Regions from separate parts of the Pan troglodytes genome. Here region 2 is linked to region 1. The links are chromatin contacts, called in public HiChIP or PLAC-seq maps. All regions are on one chromosome and are shown on one strand. Each heading gives the region's core, a stretch centred on a gene start, on an enhancer-like site or on the middle of the called end of the contact. The rest is flanking DNA. Distances are from core to core; before and after follow the strand shown. Region 1 holds the start of BCAT2 (branched chain amino acid transaminase 2). Region 2 holds the start of FTL (ferritin light chain).

Evidence for each region. HiChIP or PLAC-seq counts read pairs in DNA pulled down with a chosen protein or histone mark.
Region 2: a contact with region 1 is called in an H3K4me3 HiChIP or PLAC-seq map of stem cell-derived excitatory neurons, with 2.7 times the contacts expected there. The contact joins the promoter of FTL here to the promoter of BCAT2 in region 1. A contact is called at or near these places in 4 of 7 Hi-C or Micro-C datasets (blood, induced pluripotent stem cells, a lymphoblastoid cell line and 1 more), 1 of 1 datasets of contacts at active chromatin or transcription factors (stem cell-derived excitatory neurons) and 1 of 1 other capture datasets (stem cell-derived neural stem cells).

Annotation. Positions count from the first base shown.
Region 1 is chr20:51,746,820-51,752,794 of NHGRI_mPanTro3-v2.0_pri, forward strand. BCAT2 (branched chain amino acid transaminase 2) reads right to left here and starts at 2,751. Exons shown (of 11, transcript XM_001171838.8): 1 at 2,580-2,751. The coding sequence starts at 2,603. It overlaps HSD17B14 (hydroxysteroid 17-beta dehydrogenase 14), which reads right to left. Exons shown (of 7, transcript XM_024351533.3): 7 at 5,855-5,975.
Region 2 is chr20:51,900,961-51,906,935 of NHGRI_mPanTro3-v2.0_pri, forward strand. It overlaps FTL (ferritin light chain), which reads left to right and starts at 3,543. Exons shown (of 4, transcript XM_063802058.1): 1 at 3,543-5,495; 2 at 5,656-5,802. The coding sequence starts at 5,394. BAX (BCL2 associated X, apoptosis regulator) reads left to right here. Exons shown (of 6, transcript XM_063802057.1): 5 at 636-740; 6 at 1,360-1,626. The coding sequence ends at 1,464.

The DNA.
Region 1 (5,975 bases), core at 1,501-4,000:
GAAACACAGAAAGGGGCGCACAAACAGAAAAAAAAAAAAAAAAAAACAAAACCAGAAATTGACGCCAAGAAACAAGAGATGCCAAAATAGATCTAATCATAGAAAGAGGCCACACGCAGTGGCTCGCGCCTGTAATCCCAGCGCTGTGGGAGGCCGAGGCAGGAGGATAGCTTGAGGCCAGGTGTTCAAGACCAGCCTGGGCAACATAGGGAGACCCTGTCTCTACAGAAAATACAAGTTAACTGGGCATGGTGGCGGGCGCCTGTAGTCCCAGCAACTTGGGAAGCTGAGGCAGGAGAATTGCTTAAACCCAGGAGGCGGAGGTTGCAGTGAGTCGAGATGGTGCCACTGCACTCCAGCCTGGGCGACAGAGCAAGACTCTCTGTCTCAATTAAAAAAAAAAAAAAAACAAAGAAAGAAAGTAGGCAGCTGGCTCAGTAGCTCATGCCTGTAATCACGGCACTTTGGGAGACAGAGGTGGGAGGACTGCATGAGGCCAGGAGTTCAAGATCAGCCTGGGCAATATAGCAAGACCCTGTCTCTACAAACAATTTAAAAATTAGCCAGGTATGGTGGCACACACCTGTAATTCCAGTTACTCAGAAGGCTAAGGTGGGAGGATCACCTGAGCCCAGTAGGTCAAGGCTGTGGTGAGCTATGATCACACTGCTACACTCCAGCATGAGTGATAGAGTGTCTCTCTAAAAAAAAAAAAAAAAAGACCAGCATGGTGGCTCACGCCCGTAATCTGAGGCAGGTGGATAGCTTGAGCCCATCTACTCAGGAGGCTGAGGCACGACAGTCGCTTGAACCCATGAGGCGGAGGTTACAGTGAGCTGAGATCGTGCCACGGCACTCCAGCCTGAGCAACAGAGCAAGACTCGGTCAAAAAGAAAAGACGAGACAAAGAAATAAAGTACGTTTGGGGGTTCACAGGGCAGGTCTCTATAATGTGATAGAACCTCCATTATGTCCCATACAGCCCAGGAGTATCACCATCAAAGACCAGGAGTGTCACTGTCAAAGCCCAGCAATGCCCTCCATACTCCAGGACTGTCCCCATATCACGGCCCCGGAGAGACCCCATCATACCGCAGTCTGCCCTTGTCACAGCCCACACATGACTCCATCACGTCTAGAACTGCCCCCATCACAGACCAGGGCTGTTCTATGACGGCCCAAGATGCTCCACATCACAAGTCCAGATTGTGCCTGTAACTTATCAGAACTGGTCCCCAGCAGAGCCGAGTACTGTCCCAAACAGCTCAGGAATGTCCCCCATCCAAAGCCCAGCACTTTTCCCCATTATAACCAGCATTGTCTCTGCCAAATATCAGGGCTTATTTCCTATTCACCAGGTCTGAAATTAAAAAAAAAAAAATCCCATTGTTGTCTTTTTCAATCCCCAGGACTATCCCTATGTTGCTGTCTAGGCCAGTACCTTCCAGACTGTCCCTACCATGGTCCAGCACTGTCCCCTCCACACCCCGGGACTGTCCCCATCACAGCTGAGGACTCAGCCCAATTATCTCCATTACAGGATATCTCTATCTTCATCAGAGCCTAGGAATGTCCCATCATGAGTTCAGGGCCATTCTATGACACCAGAACTGTGCCATGATGAGACGGTCCACATCAGTCCCAAGTGGACCTGTCAAAGCCCAGTACTGCCCCACCACAGTCCAGGAATGTCACCACTAAAGCCCAGATTGCCCACATACCCCAGGTATCCCAGGACTATCCCTATCAGTCACTAAGAGCCGAAAAAAGTGAAATTCTGCCCTGACATTCATCAGCTAGGATAAGAGACTCAAATAAAGTCAGGTGTAAAGTTAACAGACAGTTCTCCCAAGGTTACACCGCAGCTGTGAAGGCTTGTAATGACCCCTTTCTTTGGCTGTTTCCTTCCTCGCTGAGAAACCTTGTTCTCTGAAATCATAGACTCTGGGAAACGCTGCTGCTGTTTGACATCGCACAGTCAGAAGGGATCGTCTCAGCCAGCCTGCAGCATCTGTCACTTTGACCATGAGACGCTGCCTCGATTTCCAATCCAGGTGCAAAGCTTCAGATAGGAGTTTGGGAAGCACAGCAATCCCCATCTCTATTTTTTTCAACTTTCATTCCAAGAAATAGGACCTTGAGTCCAATTCCCAGAGCTGACACTTGAGGTCCAACTCTGCCCTCACCTGCACCCGGCCCTGGAGGTCTGGGCCCCTTTATTCCAGCTCCCGCACAGGCTGATGCCCCACCGCACCCCAGGGCTCCGCTCCCCAAATCACAACCTCCCCACCCCCACGCCTCCCTCATTACAGGGTCCCCCACCATGTTTCCCTTTTTTTTTTTTTTTTAACCTCCCCACCAATTACTTGCCCCACCTCATCCGCGTCTACCTGCTCCCCCTCACCCCATTAAAGCCTCGTGCTCCTTTCCAAAGGGCGCCATCCTCCTCCGCGCCCTGCAGCGGAACCCCAGGGCGGGAAGAGCGGCGCCGAGTCGGACCGGCTGCAGGCCAGTGGTCTTCCCGGAAGTGCGCCTCCCCCGGTTATTTCACAGACCCCGGCGCGGGGCTGCGAACCCACCTGCCCCAGAGCGGCTGCGGCCATGATCCGTGCGGCGCGTAACTGTGCCCGCCCGGGGCGCGGCCCCGAAGAGAGACGTTCCGGCCACGCCCCGCTCACGCCTCCTTCTGGGGGAAGGCGGCCGACCAGCGCCCCAGGCCGTCCCAGCTCCAGGGCGTCGGCAGGGAGCCAGACACTGCTGCGGGGCGCAGGCGCTGGTGGGAGGGCAGGACTTGAAATACGGTCCCTGCCAGGCGAAGTGGCTCAGGTCTGTAATCTTAGCACTTTGGGAGGCCGAAGCGGGCGGATTACCTGAGGTCAGGAGTTAGAGACCAGCCTGGTCCAACATGATGAAACCCCGTCTCTACTAAAAATACAAAAAATTAGCCGGGCGTGGTGGCGGGCGCCTGTAATCTTAGCTACTCGGAAAGCTGAGGCAGGAGAATTGCTTGAATCGGGGAGGCAGAGGTTGCAGTGAGCCGAGATGATGCCACTGCACTCCAGCCTGGGCGACAGAGTGAGACTCCGTCTCAAAAAAAAAAAAAAAAGCCTGGCTTGGTGGCTCACACCTGTAATCCCAGCATTTTGGGAGGCCGAGGCGGGCGGATCACCTGAGGTCAAGAGTTCGAGACCACCCTGACCAACATGGTGAAACCCCGCCCTACTAAAAATACAAAAATTAGCTGGGAGTGGTGGTAGACGCCTGTAGTCCCAGCTACTCGGGAGGCTGAGGTAGAAGAATTGCTTGAACCCGGGAGGCCGAGGTTGCGGTGAGCCGAGATGGCGCCATTGCACTCCAGCCTGAGCAACAAGAGCAGAACTCCGTCTCAAAGAAAAAAAAAAGAAAAGAAAAAAAAGAAAAAAGAAATACGGTCCCCACCCAGGCTGTGTTCCAGCCACACTCAAGCCAGGTACTAATGTGCATGCAACGGTTTTCAAAAAAGCATTTCCTTGGGAGCAAAAATGCATTTTTTGTCGCGGATCGCTGGCAAGCATAAGCAGCACGAGGTAAAGAAAGGGAAAGGCAAGGAGCAGGACATTCCGTGTATCACGTTCCCTTAGCGACGCGGACACCACGTCAATGCACAGGAACGGGAATGGTGCTTTGGAGAAGGGCTTCTGAAGAGGGCCGCAGGTAGGGATAAAGGGCAGCCTCACTTTGCAGCCTGGATACTGCCCTGTTCCAGTATTTTTTCCTATCAACGAAAAAGATGTATGTGTAGCCCAGGCTGGAGGGCAGTGGCGCGATCTCGGCTCACTGCAACCTCCGCCTCCCGGGTTCAAGCAGTTCTCCTGCCTCAGCCTCCTGAGTAGCTGGGATTACAGGCGCCTGCCACCACGCCTGGCTAATTTTTGTATTTTTAGTAGAGACTGGGGTTTCACCATGTTGGCCATGGCTGGTCTGGAACTCCTGACCTCGTGATCCCCCCACCTCAGCCTCCCAAAGTGCTGGGATTACAGGCGTGAGCCACCACGCCTGGCTTGACTCTTTAAGAGGTAAAAACACACACGGTTCACCAGGGCTCCTTCCAGTCCCTTATCATCTGAGAAGCCTGAAAACTGTCAATCCTGCACTCATCGGTGAATAGTCCCCAGCGCAGGGCTTCCTGATTATCCCTCCAGGAGTGTCTCCACAGCATCAGGACCCCAGAGTTAGCCAATCACTGCCCTTCAGGATGCCTCTGACCTCTAGCAACTCAAAGCTGCGGCACCGGCCCCTAAATTGTGCTCCTCTGTTACTGTGCCCCCAAAACCTGCGGGTTACTGTGGCACTCAAATCAGGTCCCCGGCTGGGCGCGGTGGCTCACGCCTGTAATCCCAGCACTTTGGGGGCCAAGGCCGGTGGATCACCTGAGGTCAGGAGTTCAAGACCATCCTGGCTAACATGGTGAAACCCCGTCTCTACTAAAAATACAAAAATTAAGGCCAGGCACGGTGGCTCACGCCTGTAATTCCAGCACTTTGGGAGGCCGAGGTGGGCGGATCACAAGGTCAGAAGTTCAAGACCCGCCTGACCAACATGGTGAAACCCCATCTCTACTAAAGATACAAAAATTAGCCGGGTGTGGTGGCGTGCGCCTGTAATCCCAGCTACTAGGGAGGCTGAGGCAGGAGAATCATTTGAACCCTGGAGGCGGAGGTTGCGGTGAGCCGAGATCGCGCCACTGCATTCCAGCCTGGGTGACAGGGCGAGACTCCGTCTCAAAAAAAAAAAAATAAATAAAAATAAATAAATAAAAATACAAAAATTAGTTGGGCGTGGTGCCGGGGGCCTGTAATCCCAGCTATTCGGGAGGCTGAGGCAGGAGAATCGCTTGAACCCGGGAGGCGGAGGTTGCAGTGAGCCGACATTGCACCACAGCACTCCAGCCTGGGCGACAGAGTGAGACTCCGTCTCAAATTTAAAAAAAAAAAAAAAAAAAAATCGTATCCCTCGGCCATTGTGTCTCGGCAATCCTACCCTGGGACACTCTGTCTCCAAATTCTACCCCCACCGTGCCCCCAAGTCCTGTCCCCGGGTCACTATCCTGCCACCCCTAACAGCCACAGGCCCAAACAGCCAAACCGCGGGACCCTTCCCTCACAGGGCGTCGCCCTGTTTTTCTGCGCTCCGCCCCAGTCCTCCTGCCCCACCCGCCAGCCCCGGGCTGTAGGGTCGGGGCCCACTGACAGCTCCCGCCCCCGCCGCGGCCAATCAGCGGTTGGTGCACACGCCCCCCCGGCCACAGCCAATCCGCAGCAGCCCTGCAGCTCCACCCCTCACCTGGGGGACGCCAGCGCACCCGGGCCCTGCGCCCCTCCTGGGTCCAGCTGGGGAGTCTGCGTCCCCCAGTGCCCTGCGGACCAAAACCCAGGAGTTTCAGCCCCTCCTCCCTCTGATCCAGATGTCTCAACCCCCTACTTTCTCTTCCCTTTGGACTTTTCTTGCCAGCCACCTTCCTATTCTACAGGCAGTGAGAGGAAAACTCCTTTTCCCTGAGGGCCAAGAGTAAGAGGGCCTTCTGCGTCTCCCCCTCCATTACCTCCTAATTAGCGCTTAATTTACTCTCCCCTGCGGGCCTTTAGTTAGCGCGCTGGTGAAGCCAAACCGCTCTACCCTTCCCAGGAGCCCCTGGCGACAGCGACAGGGCTAGCAACATCAGGCACCTGCTTGCTGCAAGGCCTGGGGTTGGGGGGCGGGGGGAGCTGCAGTCCTTCAGGGTCGAGGCAACTTGTGGGTCTGGGGTGCAAGGGCTAAGTGGGGCAGAAGGACTCGTCTAAAGGATGGGAAATAAATAATAACGATATCCTCCTCCTTCTGGCTGCAAATCGTTTTTATGGGAACCTGCAGGGTGACCCGGCACCTTGCTAACTGGGCTTAGAGTCTAAGGGCTTGGGGGCTGCATCTGATACAGGTTGGAGTTTGGGGTGGGAGAG
Region 2 (5,975 bases), core at 2,293-4,792, 150 kb after region 1:
TGTTTACAATTTTATTTTTTTTATTTATTTATTTTTTGAGACGGATTCTTGCTCTGTTGTCCAGGCTGGCGTGAAATGGCGTGATCTGGGCTCACTGCAACCTCTGCCTCCTGGGTTCAAGCGATTCACCTGCCTCAGCATCCCAAGGAGCTGGGATTACAGGTGCCTGCCACCACACCCAGCTAATTTTTGTATTTATTTATTTTGAGATGGAGTTTTGCTCTTGTTGCCCAGGCTGGAGTGCAATGGCGCAACCTCGGCTCACTGCAACCTCCGCCTCCCGGGTTCAAGCAATTCTCCTGCCTCAGACTCCCAAGTAGCTGGGATTACAGGCATGTGCCACCACGCCCGGCTAATTTTGTATTTTTAGTAGAGATGGCATTACTCTGTATTGGTCAGGCTGGTCTTGAACTCCCGACCTCAAGTGATCCGCCTGCCTTGGCCTCCCAAAATGCTGGGATTACAGGCATGAGCCGCCGCACCTGGCCATGTTTACAATTTTTGAAGCCGACTTCAATTGTGGGTGGCAGAAATCTTTGAGGGGAGGCAAAGAATTGAGAAAGGAGGTTTGGGGCCACTATCTCCAGGCAGTGGGGACAAGGTTCAGTCCCTAACGCCCACTCCACTCCCCACAGGCCCTGTGCACCAAGGTGCCGGAACTGATCAGAACCATCATGGGCTGGACATTGGACTTCCTCCGGGAGCGGCTGTTGGGCTGGATCCAAGACCAGGGTGGTTGGGTGAGACTCCTCAAGCCTCCTCACCCCCACCACCGCGCCCTCACCACTGCCCCTGCCCCACCGTCCCTGCCCCCCCGCCACTCCTCTGGGACCCTGGGCCTTCTGGAGCAGGTCACAGTGGTGCCCTCTCCCCATCTTCAGATCATCAGATGTGGTCTATAATGCGTTTTCCTTACATGTCTGATCAATCCCCGATTCATCTACCCTGCTGACCTCCCAGTGACCCCTGACCTCACTGTGACCTTGACTTGATTAGTGCCTTCTGCCCTCCCTGGAGCCTCCACTGCCTCTGGAATTGCTCAAGTTCATTGATGACCCTCTGACCCTAGCTCTTTCCTTTTTTTTTTTTTTTCCCACTGAGAAGGGGTCTCGCTATGTTGCCCAGGTTGGTCTCGAACTCCTGGCCTCAAGCGATCCTCCCGCCTCAGCCTCTCAAAGTGCTGGGATTACAGGTGTGAGCCACCATGCCTGGCCTGAGTCCAGCTCTTTAATGCCCATTCATCTCAGTCCCCTGCCCGCAATCCTGCCTTCTGGCCTCCTCCGTCCCTGATCCCGCCTCTGCCTGCCCAGGGGCTGCCCCTGGCCGAGTCACTGAAGCGACTGATGTCCCTGTCTCCAGGACGGCCTCCTCTCCTACTTTGGGACGCCCACGTGGCAGACCGTGACCATCTTTGTGGCGGGAGTGCTCACCGCCTCACTCACCATCTGGAAGAAGATGGGCTGAGGCCCCCAGCTGCCTTGGACTGTGTTTTTCCTCCATAAATTATGGCATTTTTCTGGGAGGGGTGGGGATTGGGGGACATGGGCATTTTTCTTACTTTTGTAATTATTGGGGGGGGTGGGGAAGAGTGGTCTTGAGGGGGTAATAAACCTCCTTCGGGACACACTTCGGCATCTGAGTCACTGGGCCTCTGCCCCGCTCCCCGGCACGTCAGGAGAGCCGGCCCTGTCCGCTGCCCCACGCCGGGCCCGCCGTCTGCTGGCCTAGAGATACCTGCTTGGGCCACTCAGGGACGTGGGGCTCTCTGCACTCACTTGACATCTTTTTCTGGGGTGCCCTATGGGGTCTGTGGGTTAGGGATGAGTTGGTCCTGGGCCTGACCTGCAGGAGCTCACGGGAAAGGAAAAGAAGGGAGCTCACGGGAAAGGAAAAGGGAGCTCACGGGAAAGGAGGGTGATAGGTGGTACATCTGTCGCAGCCCAGGATGATCTGTGCGGGACAGAGGCAGCGGCCTGTGAGGCCCAAGCAGGCGTGTGGGTAGGGGAAGAACAGCACGGCCGGCTGCAGAGCAAGCCTCCGGGGCCCGGGGACCACAGCCTGGCATGTCACACGTGGGACCTCAGGAGGCCATACCTTTACTGAACTGGAGAATGGGAGTGGGGGGAGGAGGGATGGGAGGACCAGAGGAGCAGGAAGGGCTCTGGAGCCTGGTGGTGAGGTCGCTGGAGGGTGGCAGGCTGAGGACACCAGGGCGAGGGCCCACGGGAGAGGCCTCCTGAGCTGGGCTGAGGACAGAGAGGAAGGGACCTGGCTGGGGACTGAGAGGCTGGAGGGCAGGGCAGAGGAGGAGGAACCTGGTCTGGCCCCACAGCTGGGTGGGGCCCCCCTGGAGAGGAACTGCCGGAAGAAGGTGCTGAGCTCAGAGGCCCAGTGACCTTAGACACAGGCGGAGCGAAGACAAGGGGGCTAGAGGATGTGGGTTCTCAGTCACAGGGTCTCTGGCGCCCCCCTCTGGGTCTTTACCCCCTCCCATCTCTGGGTCTCTGTCCCCACTCTCTCTCTGGGTCTTTGCTTTCCGAGCCTCTGTTCCCACCCCACCTTTGGCCCTCTTTCTCTGGGCCTCTTTCCACCCCTGGCACCCAGACCTCTGGCCCCCTCTCTCTGGGTCTCTGTCCCCCGCTCTGGATCTCTGGCCCCCCATCTCTCTCTGGGTCTGTCCCCCCACCCTGAGTTTCTGTCCCCCTCTCTCTGGGTCTCTGTCCTCTCTCTGGCTGTCACTCTCTCTTGGGTCTCTGTACCTCCCCTCTCTCTGGGTCTCTTTCCCTCTCCCCGGTCTCTGTCCCCCGCCCCCGGGTCCCTGTCCCCCGCCCCCGGGTCCCTGTCCCCCCAACCCCAGGTCTCAGTCCTCCCTAGTCTCTGTCCCCTTCTCTCTGAGTCCCTGTCCCCCCTCTCTCTGGGTCTCTGTCCCCCCTTCTCTGGATCTCTGTCCCCACCTCTCTCTGGATATCTGTCCCCCACTCTGGATTTCTGTCCCCTCCCGCCGGATCCCTCTGAGTCTCTATCCCCCCCACCCCCGTGTCTCTGTACCTCCCTGCCTCTGTCCCCCCCCACCTCTGTCCCCCCCCCCCCCCTCTGGGTCTCTTTTCCCCTCCCTCTGGGTCTCTGTCCCCCTCTCTCTAGGTCTGTCCCCCTCCCCTCTCTCTCAGGGTCTCTGTACCCCTCTGTCTCCGGGTCTGTTTTTCCCTCTCTCTGGGTCTCTGTCCCCCTGCCCAGGTCTCTGTCCCCCTCTCTCTCAGGGTCTCTGTCTGAGTCTCTTTTTCTCTGGGCCTCTGTCTCCCCACCCCACATTCTCTATGGTCTTCAGATCCTGTCTCTCTCAGCCCCTCCTCTCCCTCCACCTATGGGCCCCAAGGCCCCTCTCGGCCGACCAAAGGTCTCTGGGCTGAGGTATGACATTTGGTAAATGAGTAACTCGGGCCCCACAGTCAACGGGGTGCTTTGGATGGCTGCCCCTCCTCCATGGACTCTTCCCAGAGACCCCAAGTCAGGGGAGAGAGAGGGGCAGAGGATCAATGAGTGTACACTGAGCCACCACCCAGAGTGAGGGGACAATATGGCCACAGGCAGGATCCCAGAAAAAAAAAAATTATGGGAACCAAAAAGACACGGAGACAAAGCACACAGCCGGCTTCCAACAAGGGGGGACCTTGGGGTAGGGGGCCCGATTTGGGTCTGAGCCAGGTCTAGTTCTGAGGGTCCCACCAAAAAAGTCGGGGAGTGCCAAGGGGATGAGGTCAGCGAGTGGCCCCACCCCCATCCGTCCCCGCGGGGGCCCCTTCCCGCGCTGAGCTCAGCATGACTCAGCAGTCGCTGCCTGCAACAAGGACCCCAGATACCGGCCTGGCGGGGCATCTGCAGATCCCCTCGGTCAGGGGCTGCCCCGCCTGGGCTGTTCGAAGCAGCTCCTCTGTAGGGCAGGGCCTGACCTCACCCCACACCCCAGTGGCTTCAGCTCCCTGCCCAGCGCACGGGCTGCCTCCATCAGGGCACTTAAGTAGAGTCAAGGTTTGCGCCGACTCCGTCTCCCAGAAATCAACGTGGACCAGGCCCACTTAAAAAATATGCATTAGTCGAAGACAGACGTCTCGTCCATAGGTCCCCAGACTGTTTGTCCACAACGCAGGGCTTCTCTTTGTGGGCCTGAAAGAGCACACGTCAGGCAAGACACGAGGGCAACTTCAGAGACACTGTTCAGGGCCACGGAGAATTCTCGAAGTCTGTGAGTTGCCTCCAAAACAGCCTCCAGGAAATGCAATCCCAGAGACACCGCAAAGCTCAAAACACACTTTTCATTCCTCCCCATTTCCACTCCCAGAAAAAGCCTGGGCCCCTGAAAGAGCTCCAAGGTATCCCCAAAGTCCCAGCCCATCTTTGGAGGGTTCCAGAGGGCTGTCCAGGGTTCCAGAAGTCACCCTACCTCATACAATGCTCCCCCTGGGCTTCCCGCACTGGGTGAAACCCACGGCTCCAGAATAACTGCCCTTTCCAACTTGCAGAGCACCTCAAGAACCTAAAGATTTCCCCGGGGAGGGCTCCAAAATATAGAGAGTTTGCATCGTGAACCCCCACCTCTGTAAATCCCAGGACTCCAGTCCCCGCAACACTCCATCTTCCAGAGATCTCCAGGGGTCCAGAAATAACACCTCACAGCCTTCCAAGCTTCCCAAGGATCCGGAGACTCCTTATCTTGCAGCGCAAACCTCAGGCAACTACAGGTCCTCCCTGCACCTTTGAGGTGCCCCTCCCCCCACTCAAGGTTCCAGAAAAATCCATGCCCTCGGAAACCCCAGAATCTTACTTTCCGGAGGCACCCCCAGGACCCCAGGGTCATCAGTTCACAGGGCTGTTAGTGCTCCCATAAAACTCTAGCCTCCCAGAGGGACCCCAGCCCCCACCCTCCCGCCCACGAACCCCTGCATTTCCAGAATCAGCCCCAGGGCCCCAACCCCCCCAAGCCCCCCAAGCCCCCATTTCACAACACGCTGGCGCTACAGGCGCGTGACTTCCCCTTGCTTTGGGGCGGGGGGCTGAGACTCCTATGTGCTCCGGATTGGTCAGGCACGGCCTTCGGCCCCGCCTCCTGCCACCGCAGATTGGCCGCTAGCCCTCCCCGAGCGCCCTGCCTCCGAGGGCCAGCGCACTATAAAAGAAGCCGCCCTAGCCACGTCCCCTCGCAGTTCGGCGGTCCCGCGGGTCTGTCTCTTGCTTCAACAGTGTTTGGACGGAACAGATCCGGGGACTCTCTTCCAGCCTCCGACCGCCCTCCGATTTCCTCTCCACTTGCAACCTCCGGGACCATCTTCTCGGCCATCTCCTGCTTCTGGGACCTGCCAGCACCGTTTTTGTGGTTAGCTCCTTCTTGCCAACCAACCATGAGCTCCCAGATTCGTCAGAATTATTCCACCGACGTGGAGGCAGCCGTCAACAGCCTGGTCAATTTGTACCTGCAGGCCTCCTACACCTACCTCTCTCTGGTGAGTCCCCAGGACGCCCCTGGCCCTAATTTCGTCCAGCTGCGCACCTCCGGCCCTCACTGCACGCGCCAGCCTTCTTTGTGCGGTCGGGTAAACAGAGGGCGGAGTCCCCTTGGCCTCGCCCCCCGCTAACCATTGTTGCCTCCATCTCTTCCCGTAGGGCTTCTATTTCGACCGCGATGATGTGGCTCTGGAAGGCGTGAGCCACTTCTTCCGCGAATTGGCCGAGGAGAAGCGCGAGGGCTACGAGCGTCTCCTGAAGATGCAAAACCAGCGTGGCGGCCGCGCTCTCTTCCAGGACATCAAGGTAACTAGTGTGTGGGTAATGGACTACATCTCCCAGCAGGCCGTGCGCGCGAGGAGCCTTGATTTGAGGGCTTAGGTGTCGCGTGGGCTTCTGGGAGATTGAGTTCGGTCTTGTGAGCCCTCTTAACCGCTGGAAATAGAGGCGCACCTCGTGCAGTGCCCACAAGACGCGGC